Linked DNA regions of Pan troglodytes: region 2 is linked to region 1. A link is a contact called in public capture Hi-C data. All regions are on one chromosome and are shown on one strand. The core of a region is the stretch at or near the end of the contact, and the rest is flanking DNA. Distances in the headings are between cores, read along the strand shown.

Region 1 (5,629 bases), core at 1,329-3,828:
GCCACCTGTCTTGATTGCTTCTGCCCCTGTTCCTTCCCTCGCTCACCTCCACCTGACCATAGGCTCCTGGAGGCTGGTTGTAGCCCCTACAGCCTGCCTGGCCCAGGGAGGTGTGTTGTGGGTGCTCCTGGACGTGGTCTGGTTGGCAGAGGACAGAATGGCCAGGACACCCTAGTGCAGCCACTGAAGATGGTGGCGGGGTAGGGCAAGACAGGTCGAGCTGAGAAACTGTCTGAACTCTCAGGTGAGAAGGGAGCTCAGAGCCCACATCCACCACCACGTGTAGTTGCCTGGCCTCTACCACTCGCACACTGCCTCTGTCGGGGAGCTCACTACTTCCACTGCGGGCAGCTGGGCCACTGCCACTGCCTTGTGACACACGCTGCAGCCTCAGCCACAGGGACCCTGGCCTCCCCTCCCGAGAGAAGGGACTGGGAGGCAGGGAACAGGACTTATTAAGTGTCCTTTCCATTCCAGACACCGGACCCAGTGATGGTGGGATCTGCTCATCGATTCCCACCACAACCCCGTGAGGTAAAGATAAGCGCTCTCACTGGCTCCTCTTTTTAAAAGATTTTTGAAAATGTTTAACTGGGATAAAATACATGTAACCAAAAATTTATCTTCATAACCATTTCTTTTCTTTCTTTCTTTTTTTTTTTTTTTGAGACAAAGTCTCGCTCTTTCGCCCAGCCTGGAGTGCAATGGCGCAATTTCAGCTCATTGCAACCTCCACCTCTCCGGTTCAAGCGATTCTCCTGCCTCACCCTCCGGAGTAGCTGGGATTATAGGTGCATGCCACCACGCCTGGCCAATTCTTTGTATTTTTAGTAGAGATGGGGTTTCACTATGTTGGCCAGGAAGGTCTCGATCTCCTGAACTCGTGATCTGCCCGCCTCAGCCTCCAAAGTGCTGGGATTATATGCGTGAGCCACCGCGCCCAGCCCCTCATAACCATTTCTAAGCGTACAGTTCAGTAGAAAGAGCATTCACATTGCCATACAACCATCACCACCCTCCATCTGCAGAACTTTCCATCATCCCCAAAACTGAAACTCAGGGCCCACTAAACACCAACTCCCCATCCTCTCTTCCGCCAGCTCCTAGTAACTATCCTATTTTCTGTCTCTATGAATTTATTACTCTTGGAACCTCACGTGGGTAGAATCCTACAGTGTTTGTCTTCTTGTGATTATTAGCTCCATTTTAAAAGAAGGAGGCTGGGCATGGTGGCTCATGCCTGTAGTCCCAGCACTTTGGGAGGCCGAAGCGGGCAGATCATGAGGTCAGGAGTTCAAGATCAGCCTGGCCAACATGGTGAAACCCCATCTCTACTAAAACTACAAAAAATTAGCCAGGCGTGGTGGCAGGTGCCTGTAATTCCAGCTACTCAGGAGGCTGAGGCAGGAAAATCACTTGAACCTGGGAGGGCGGAAGTTGCAGTGAGCAGCGACGGCGCCACTGCACTCCAGCCTGGGTGACAGTGTAAGACTGTCTCAAAAATAAAATAAATAAATAAATAAATAAATAATAAAAATATAAAGGAAGGAAGGAAGGAAATGGGGCCTGGCGCGGTGGCTCATGCCTGTAATCCCAGCACTTTGGGAGGCTGAAGTGGGTGGATCGTTTCGGCTCAGGATTTCAAGACCAGCCTAGACAACATAGTGAGACCCCATATCTACAAAAAATACAACATTTAGACAGGTGTGCTGGTGCACACCTGTAGTCCCAGCTACTTGGGAGGCTGAGGTGGGAGGATTGCTTGAGCCCAGCAGATGGAGGCTGCAATGAGCCGTGACTGTGCCACTGCACTCCAGCCTGGGTGACAGAGCCAAACCCTGTCTCAAAAATGAAAGTAAAAAATAAAGGAAGGAAATGGAGGCTCAGAAAGACTAAGCCCCGTGCCCACAGTCACCAGCTGGTTAGTGACAGCTAGGATTTAACCCAGGGCTGCCACATAGCCCTTCTGAGTTAGCTGGCATCTTCTTGGGTCCCCCCCACTCCAGGTGAAATAGCCTGAGGCCCACTGGTGTCACAGGTGTGAGAGCAGGTATGAAGGGAAGCCCAGACACCTGGATTTGGCCCTAGAAATAAGTCAAGGAGGCTCCAGTTTTTATGATCACTCCCTTGGATTCAGCATGAAGGTATTCAGCCAGGAGGGGCAGCGGAGGATGCCAAAATCTTTTTCTCCTGCTCTCTGAGGCCCAGCTGGCTTTTCCAGGCCATTTCCCCTGGAAGGTAGGGCAAGGGTTAGACAAATTCCCAGAAAGGACACCGTGAGACATCCTCCAGAGCCTCTGCCTCACGCCTGGTGCTCACTGATCATTCTGCACGGCAGACTTTTCTGGGTGCCCAATGTGTCAGCATGTCTAGGCCCAGGGGAGTCAGGGAGGCTCAGAAACAGACCTTAGCCTCAAAGGCCTTATGGAACTAGGTGATGGCAGTGTCTCTTCAACATAAGTGACGACAGGGAGGTGGGACTGGCTGAATACTCTACCAGAGGCTAAAGGGCTAAGGAAGTCCACGCGCACAGGCCATTTCCAGGTGGGGTGGTCAGGGAAGCCTTCCCGGAGGAGGTGGCACTGAGCTGGGAGGACCTAGAAGGGGTTGAGGAGAGGGAGTGGAAGTACAGCCCCGATAGTAGGAATAGCCTGAGCACAGGCACTAAGGCCTGTGAGTGTCTGTCACTTTTGTTCCTATGGTTAAGGCAGGGTCTGAGTCCTCACTCTCTCCAGCAAGTTCTCTGTAAGAGTGCATGGTTAGTGATGGTTCCTGGAGAGGAGGAAGACGTGGGCTTTCTAGAGAGAAGAAAGGAGCTGTGTTCCCTCATTGGCCTCAGTCTTTCTCTTCCCTCTCCTCATACCCCTCAGAAGTGCAGACATTGCAAAGCCCATCTCCCTTCAGAACTAAAGCCACCCCTCTGATAGCTGCATCCCTCCTAGGGAGAAAGAACTCCAGTGGCTGCCAAGAACCCCTGCCAGATGCTCCTCCCCACCACCCTGGCATCTTGTGCATAGTAGGTCTCGGGAAATGCCTCCATCATGACTGCTATTGGAAAGGAAGGCAAATCTCCTGTTTGTTGCCCAGAGTGCTGGCTGTGAGTCACCTGGAGTTTCCTAGGTGAGTAAGTCAGAAGGTTGAGGGAGGGGCAGGAACAGGCATGTGGAAAGAGAAAAAAAATGCACTAATATTTTAGAGGAGGGAGTGGGTACCCCCTGCTGTGGAAAATTCATTGAAGTTGTCAAGCATGTGGTAGCATTGGCTAAGACGGCCTTTAAGATGGAGGAGGCTTTGAGAAGCAGACATGAGGAATGGTGGTGGGGGCAGGCCCCCCCAGGCACAGGGAACAGCATGGGCAAAGGCCTGGGGGTGGGATGGGGATAGTGTGGGCCACACACAGGAACAAACGGATGTGCCCTTTGGCTGAAAGCTGAGATGGGTAAAGAGGAGTCTTGGCATTGAGTTGCCAAGTTGGCATCTCCTTGGAGATGAGGAGAAGGGCCAGAGCATGGCCACTCTGCAGTGGGACTCTCTTGGGAAGGGCATGGAGAGCCTTTGGAAGTTCTTTTTTTTATTATTATTTTACTTTAAATTCTGGGATACGTGTGCAGAACTTGCAGGTTTGTTATATAGGCATGCATGTGCCGTGGTGGTTTGCTGCACCCATCAACCCGTCATCTAGGTTTTAAGCCCCTCATGCATTAGGTATTTGTCCTAATGCTTTACCTCCCCTTACCCCCCACCCCCTGAGAGGCCCCGGCATGTGATGTTACCCTCCCTGTGGAAGTTCTTGAGCAGACAATGTTAAGAAGGGTAAACGGGCAACAGTTTCCACAATGCACTAGAGCCCAGAAAGGAGGCCACCAAGGGATTCCATGCAAGAGGTAGCAAGATACTGAGCTACCACTGTGTGGAAAGAAGCAAAGAAGGATGAAACAGGACTTATCAACAGGCCGTTCCACAGAAACACAGGACTTCTAGTCCATCTTCCTGTTTTTCCATTGGGAAGACCAGTAAGAATTGCCCAAGGTCAGCCAGCTGATCACGTAGTTGACATCTACTACACCTAGGATAGCAATCCTTAATCGATTGGTAGTGGCTGCCTGAAGGGTTGTATTGAGTCGTTCTGAGGCCTCATCCCAGATGAACTGGAAAGAATGGCATGATTGATTAATGATGTCTGCCACTAGCAAAGGAATTGAGGAATGGCTTGAGCTCCACCTGTTTGTTGTCTCTGCCCCCGTAAGCCTCTCTGTGCCCCAGGGTGAATATTTCTGTCTTCCCCCCTTATAAAATACTTGCAGAGATCAACAAGATCATGTGTGCAAAAATGTTTGAAGACTATCAAGGCTGCCTAAGTAGGAGGGGTTGTTCCCATGATTATGCATGCCTGCGTTAGTCACCTTGATCCTGATGCCAGAAAAAGCACACAGCCCCCCAACATCTTCAACAGCTTTTACCCACAAAATGTCCCCAGTATATTGACTTGCTTTTTGACTAAGGAAGGTGTAGTCACAGGTGGCTGCACAGAGGCTGAGACTGGGAAGCAGATGGAGGTCTGACATGTTTAACAACTGCAGATTGAGGGCTCTGTGAGTCGCCCAGCTCCTCGGCATCTGGAATTGAGGGCAAGGCCACTTTCATGATCAGAAAGAGCCTGACACTGTGAGAAGGTGCAGCCAGTGAGCTGTTTCTGCTCCATATTGTTCAACTCCAGCCTCGGGCCATGATGGACTTCACTCTGTCCCCTGAACACCATGGCGTCAGGTTAGCCACAGGCAGGACTCCTATCTGTACCTGTGGGTCGTGTCTCCTCACCTGCTTCCAGAAGAATGGATCCTGAGGTCTGGGGAAGTCGTTTCCAGTGGGCTCAGATCCACAGAGATTTTCTTTCCATGGGGGTTTTTGTAGGGAGATGACTTGGGGAAGCAGAGACTAGATTCAGACTCACAGGACCCAGATCGTGACCCCAGCTCTGCCACCCATCGGTTGTGGGACCTTGAGCAAGTCACTTAACCTCTGTGCCTCTGTTTCCTTGTCTCTGAAATGGGGATAAAATGATCTGCTCTGCTCAGCTCCGTGGGAAGGGTAAGGTTTAACTTTCTGAGATAAACTTGCATTCTCAAAGAACTGCCATGTTTTAAAAGGCCTGTCATACCCATTTTCATATTTGAGTCTCACAGGGCTCCTGTGGGGTACACAGGGCAAGCGTGTATATGATCCTCATTTTACAGATGAGGAAATTGAGGCCCAGGGTCAAACTGCCAGTTAACGGTGATGATGGGGCTAATTTCAGGTGCCTGTGCTCAGCCTGTTGGGTGAGGCAGTGGTGGGGACACCCTGTCTGAGAGCTCCAGTCAGGTGTTAAAAAGCCAGAAAGGGCACTGCCACTCACCCAGGTCTCTGCCACTGCCCTTCTGCTGTGGGGATGGGGCAAGCCTGCAATCCCCATAGTCTCCCCTGTGCCATCACGTACCCTCTCTTCCCATCACACGCCTTTCCCCTGCCCATCAATCGACTCAGTGAGAGTCTCCCTTCCTCGGAGAGGCGGTTGCACAGTACCCATTGGTTAAGCCCAGCCCGGAGTTGGGAGCAGAATAAGTGTGTATTTATTTATCCCTGAGGAGCC
Region 2 (5,629 bases), core at 1,039-3,538, 890 kb before region 1:
TTGATGAGACATAAATATGGACCTTCTTGGCTGAAAGCCATTGCAGTGTTCCCCTGTACCACTGCTGCGGTCACTGTAGCCTTGGCAGGGAGCGATGTCTGGACTCCAGGGCAGCCAGGATTTGGAGGAGGTGTGACACTTTTCCTCCCATCCTTGCAATCCCACACAGGGAAACTGAGAGCTAGAGAGAAGCTGGCAGACCCCATGCTCAGACTTGGCAATTCCTCTTTTTGCACCTTCTTTCTGAGCAAGTCCTCCACACCCTAAACCTAAGCGCCTTATGCCCTTAGGCCATCCTGGGACTGCCAGAAAAAAAGGTCTTGATGAAATAAATTACAGTGAACCCTCGATACAGCAACAGCTCAAAATAATGACGCATCAGTGGCAGGATTTAAGGCAAGAGTAAGAGGAGTAAGAGATTATTTGGAGAAAACACTCCAGAACCCCTCAAACTGTACTCCCATATTACATGTCGGTGTAAAGTGAGCCCTCGGAGTCAGAGAGATCCGAGAGCAAATTCCAGGACCGTCACTAACTAGCTGTGTCCTTAGATAGGTCACCTAACCTCTGTAGGCCTCGCCTTTCCCTATCAGTAAAAGAGGAATAATAACCAGCACTACCCCTGCACCCCCATGCTTATGTCCCAGAGATACTCACATGAAATAGGATGCCAGAAGACCCTGTGTTGGTCTTAAAGGGCAAGGAATCGTACTAAACTACGTAAACAGGTATTACTGAGTCTATGTAGTGTCCCGTCTCAAAACATAACTGCATCTTAACCAGGGCCTTTGGAAACTCAAATCCAAAGGATTAAAGACATCTGGGCAAAAATACTCCCCGTCGTGGCTAAAAGGAGCAAAACTTAGGGACTCCTCCCTACCCTGCTATTTTTACCTTAAAGAAAGTTTATTTCATGCAGATAGTTGCAAGACGAAGGAAAAGAAGAATAAGTAAGTGGTTATGTATTGAGCATTAGAATAGCCCAGGACTATTGTAAACACTTGGCATCAATCAGCTCATCCAATGTGCTAGGGCCTTTCACACCCAATCCTGCATTTAACCTTCAAATGACCCTGCAAAGCAGGCAGCACAATCACCATCCCACAGGTGAGGAAACAGATCTTTTAAGACATTCTGGGCACAAATATGAGATCTGGGGGAGAGTAAAAGGGGCAGCCTGGGCTGTGCAGGGGGAGGGGCGGGACCAGAGGGCTCCATTGAGGCCCGGCATCTGGGATGGATTAGAACTGATCTCAACACACCAGGGGCCACCCGAGCAGAGCAAGGGCTCTGGGCACACCGGGCTTACAAGTCTTAAAAGAAACTCCCTCTGAGAGGTCAGCTGGCCACAGCTGACCCTGTCTCTTCCCCCAGGCCACCCTCTGAGCTGTGGGCACACAGACCGATTTGCCTACTCCACCCCCCTTCAGCTTAACTTTGGAAAAACTCATTCACATTGAGGTGAATTAGGTGACAGAGTGCACTTCAAAAGAGATGTTATAAGAACAAGGCTTAACTCAGAGCATGAGCAGCTCACAGGAATTTCAGGCAGCCTGGGGGAGTGGGTCCTCCCCCACACTCAGGCCTCCTCCAACCCCGCTCTGGCCATGCTCTGTGTCTGAGGCCTTTGGAGCTTCAGGGTCAGGCATGTGAACTCAGCGCATTGTCCCTGTGCTACAATCCCAGGGCAACACCTCCTGAAACCACTAATGCCATTCCTCCCAGGCCTGCACATAAACAAGGTCACAGGGGCCTCTCTCCACATCCCCGCTCCTTCCTCCCTCCTTCCCTCCGGTGGGGCTGATGGGAGTCCCCAGCCCTTCCTGCTTCAAATAAAATGATACACGAAAACATGCAATGCTCTCTGGCTGTAAGAGAAACATTACATAATTTTAGAGAATGCTAAGAGTTCATGTCTTCACTGACATTTTTTCCATATGAAACAGCCCATTTCTTAATTGTTCGAAATAAAGTTGGCTCTGCTCTCTCCTACTCAGGTAGTGGGAAGTACCACCTCAAACAGGATAGGGGGACCACTCCTCATCTCTTGGGGTTCTGTAGTCCAGAACATTCAGGGAAGACTGCCAGGACTCAGTTCTTTTCAGGCCTGCAGAGTGAAGAGAAGCCAACAACTCTGAAGGCGGCAGGAGCCGGCTCCCACTGCAACTCCAAGCCTGCCCACCAGTCCAGTCCTCTCTGGCACCCACACTCTCCTCGCCTGCAATGCCTATTCCCTCAAGGCCTGTGGGGGCTTGGGACTTCCCATGAAGTCATGGTCCACTCGGCTCTCCCCTCCCTGAGCCCCTCCATGCTGCCTCCTCTCCTCCACCTCCATGCTACACTCAATGTATCCCCTCCCCTTCACCAGCCTCCCGCTTCGTCTGTACTGGCCTTTGGAGCTCAGAGGCATGTTGTGATACGGTTCAGCAGGTCCCAGGCCCTAGATCCACAGCCGCCCCTGTGGGCTGATCCTGGGGCCCTCCATGGCTCCAGGATGACCAGCTTGCTTCACCCTTCTCAAAGAGAAAAGAAAAACCCTCTTGAATTTTTACATCTTGCTAATTATTATTTTTTTTCATGGTACTGGGAGAATGCAGAATATCAGAAAATTACAATTATCCAAAAACGTCCTTCAGTTATCCAGCTGCAAGAATGCCAGCATTTCAATGCTGAAAAATGTCAAGGATCATCTCTAGGGTAGTTTCCTCACTTTGCAGAAGCTAAAACAGAACCAGAGACAGAGAGGTACAGGGAGCAGGCCAAGGTCACAAACAGTTCCAGGTGGAATGAGAACTAGAACTCAGATCTTTCTCCTCTGCAAAATTGCTCGACAAGAAAAAATAGACAAAAAATTGGCGGGGCGCGGTGGCTCACGCCTTTAATCCCAGCACTTTGGAAGGCTGAGGCAGGCAGATCACTTGAGGTCAGGAGTTTGAGACCAGCCTAGCCAACATGGCGAAACCCTGTCTCTACTGAAAACACAGACATTAGCCGGGGGTGATGGCACACACCTGTAGTTCCAGCTACTCAGGAGTCTGAGGCAGGGGAATCGCTTGAACCTGGGAGGAGGGGTTGCAGTGAGCCAAGATGATGCCACTGCACTCCAGCCTGCTGAAGAGAGTGAGACTCTGACTCAAAAAAAAAAAAAAAAAAAAAAAAAATTAGCCCAGCATGATAGTGAGCCTGTAGTCCCAGCTACTTGGGAGGTGGAGGCAGGAGAATCTCTTGAACCCAGGAAGCAGAGATTGCAGTGAGCCAAGATCACACCACCGCACTCCAGCCTGGGTGACAGAGTGAGACTCCATCTCAAAAAAAAGAGTCCAGACATGGTGGCTCACGCCTGTAATCCCAGCACTTTGGGAAGCCAAGGTAGGTGGATCACCTGAGGTCAGGAGTTCCAGACCAGCCTGGCTAACATGGTGAAACCCCGTCTCTACTGAAAATACAAAAATTAGCCTGGCATGGTGGCTGAGGCAGGAGAATTGCTTGAACCCAGGAGGCAGAGGTTGCAGTGAGCTGAGATTGCACCACTGCACTCCAGCCTGGGTGACAGATCGAGACTCCATCTCAAAAAAACAAACAACAACAAAAAATCTACCTCTGGCTCAAAGTAACACATGCTCATGTAGCCAGAAATGTTGAACCAATAACTAGGTGTATCTCATGCTAGTTTCCACAATAAGGCATTTATGAAACCACCAGCCCTACCTGTTCTAAATAAATGAATAAAAATGTGGATGCTAATTGAAGATTAGCATCATCTCCCATCCATGTTAATGTGCTTTTTGGTTATTTGCAATTCTCTTTTGTAAATCTGAGGTAAACATCATTGTCCAAATTAGCTCTTTTCACTCAATAAAGGCCATATTAGAATTCTGAGGTTTGCGTTTGCCTACTGCTTATTTAGTAAGGTCAGATGAGAAGCTAGTCAAATGACTTCCATTTCACTTAAGAGGCGTACCGAGTGGGAGAACTCAAGCCTCCAAAGCCCGAACTCCCTGTCAGTGGCTCCCCAGGTCCCTCCCCTCTCTCAGTACTGAGCCACAGCACTGCTGGGAGCAGCAACTACCACCACAGTGGTCTCCCGGGAAGGGCTGGCCCAGATGGGTGACACTGACTCAGGTGGTTGCAAGGTCCTCTGCCTGGATCTCGGTCCCCGTCCTCTCAGCGCTGCCGCCATTATCATCAATGACAGCTCCAATGTCACCTTCTCTCTTGCCCCACTGAAGTGGCCATCATCCCCCAGGCACTTTCTATGCCACACTTTCACAGCACACGTCTCGGCATCCAGAGGGCTCTTTCATGTCTGCCTGGCTCCCCTGCTGGAACCGAGCTCCATGACCATAGCAACCCTGCCCACTCACGCATCCCTGAAGCCCGGGTGCTGACACCACAGATGTTCAATATTTGTTGAAGGAATGGAAGTAGGAAGGAAAGTCTGAGCTGGTCAGGGCTTCTGGAGTAACTCTAACAAGGAAAGCGGAGGCTGCACTTGTGGTCTCAAATCTTTTCCAAACTCCACTGCGTAAAAAAAAAAAGTCTTTGAAACCAGACTCGCATCCAAATCCCAACTACTTTAACCAGTGGCAGGATCACTGGAGCTGATGGTTTAACCTCCCAGAGCCTGTTTGCTAAACTGCAAAATGGGGGAAATGATACCATTTAGGTTAAGCGCCTGGCTCTTTCTAAATGTTGGCTCAAACGGTGGTGACCCTTCCCAGACTTCCACCACTACTGGAAGTTTGCGTCCCAAAGCAGACACCCTCATCGCCTTGGCTCCGAACGCAGAGAGCTAGTTCCGAGAAGCCGAGGGGAAGCTGAAGGCGCGCCCTGGCCCACCCTCCCCACGATCCCCCGCCGCAACCCCTGTCGGCCCCTTCCGGCCCACAGTGGGTGGCCCCAGGCCTCGCTAGGGTCACGTCTCTCGGGTCCCCGCGCAGGAAAGGGTCCAACCAGCGACTCGCAACCTTTTCGGGGTCCCGAGTCGAACACCCGTGGGAATCCCATGGGCACCATGGCCCCTCGCTCCAAAAATGCTTTCGCGTCGCGCAGACACTGCTCGGTAGTTTCGGGGATCAGCGTTTGAGTAAAAGCCCGCGTCTGATCCCTCCGCGCCTCCCCGGCCCCAGTGGAAAGACGCGCAGGCAAAACGCAACACGTGACGGAGCGTGACCGCCCGCCGAGCGCGCGCCAAGGTCGGGCAGGAAGAGGGCCTATTTCCCATGATTCCTTCATATTTGCATATACGATACAAGGCTGTTAGAGAGATAATTAGAATTAATTTGACTGTAAACACAAAGATATTAGTACAAAATACGGACGTAGAAAGTAATAATTTCTTGGGTAGTTTGCAGTTTTAAAATTATGTTTTAAAATGGACTATCATATGCTTACCGTAACTTTAAAGTATTTCGATTTCTTGGCTTTATATATCTTGTGGAAAGTAAGCAACACCGTGCTCGCTTCGGCAGCACATATACTAAAATTGGAACGATACAGAGAAGATTAGCATGGCCCCTGCGCAAGGATGACACGCAAATTCGTGAAGCGTTCCATATTTTTACATCAAGTTGTTTTTCTGTTTGGTTTTTTTTACACCAAGTTTATACGCCGGTGCACGGTTTACCAC

The links. Capture Hi-C pulls out chosen DNA fragments and counts their contacts.
Region 2: a contact with region 1 is called in a capture Hi-C map of stem cell-derived neural stem cells, with 2.8 times the contacts expected there. The contact joins two enhancer-like sites. A contact is called at or near these places in 2 of 7 Hi-C or Micro-C datasets (induced pluripotent stem cells and stem cell-derived neural progenitor cells), 1 of 1 datasets of contacts at active chromatin or transcription factors (stem cell-derived excitatory neurons) and 1 of 1 other capture datasets (stem cell-derived neural stem cells).

The regions. Positions count from the first base shown.
Region 1 is chr16:58,947,825-58,953,453 of NHGRI_mPanTro3-v2.0_pri, reverse strand. No RefSeq gene overlaps it. Among named protein-coding and RNA genes, the nearest start is that of SMAD3, 110 kb to the left of the region's middle. Within about 2 kb of position 2,578, at least 1 of the 24 cell types and tissues checked has an H3K27ac peak or open chromatin away from gene starts, as enhancers often do. A contact at or near this core is called in stem cell-derived neural stem cells, where this site is marked.
Region 2 is chr16:59,835,255-59,840,883 of NHGRI_mPanTro3-v2.0_pri, reverse strand. All of the region lies in intron 9 of SKOR1 (SKI family transcriptional corepressor 1), which reads right to left. LOC112205800 (U6 spliceosomal RNA) reads left to right here and starts at 5,456; the gene lies at 5,456-5,562. Within about 2 kb of position 2,288, at least 4 of the 24 cell types and tissues checked have an H3K27ac peak or open chromatin away from gene starts, as enhancers often do. A contact at or near this core is called in stem cell-derived neural stem cells, where this site is marked.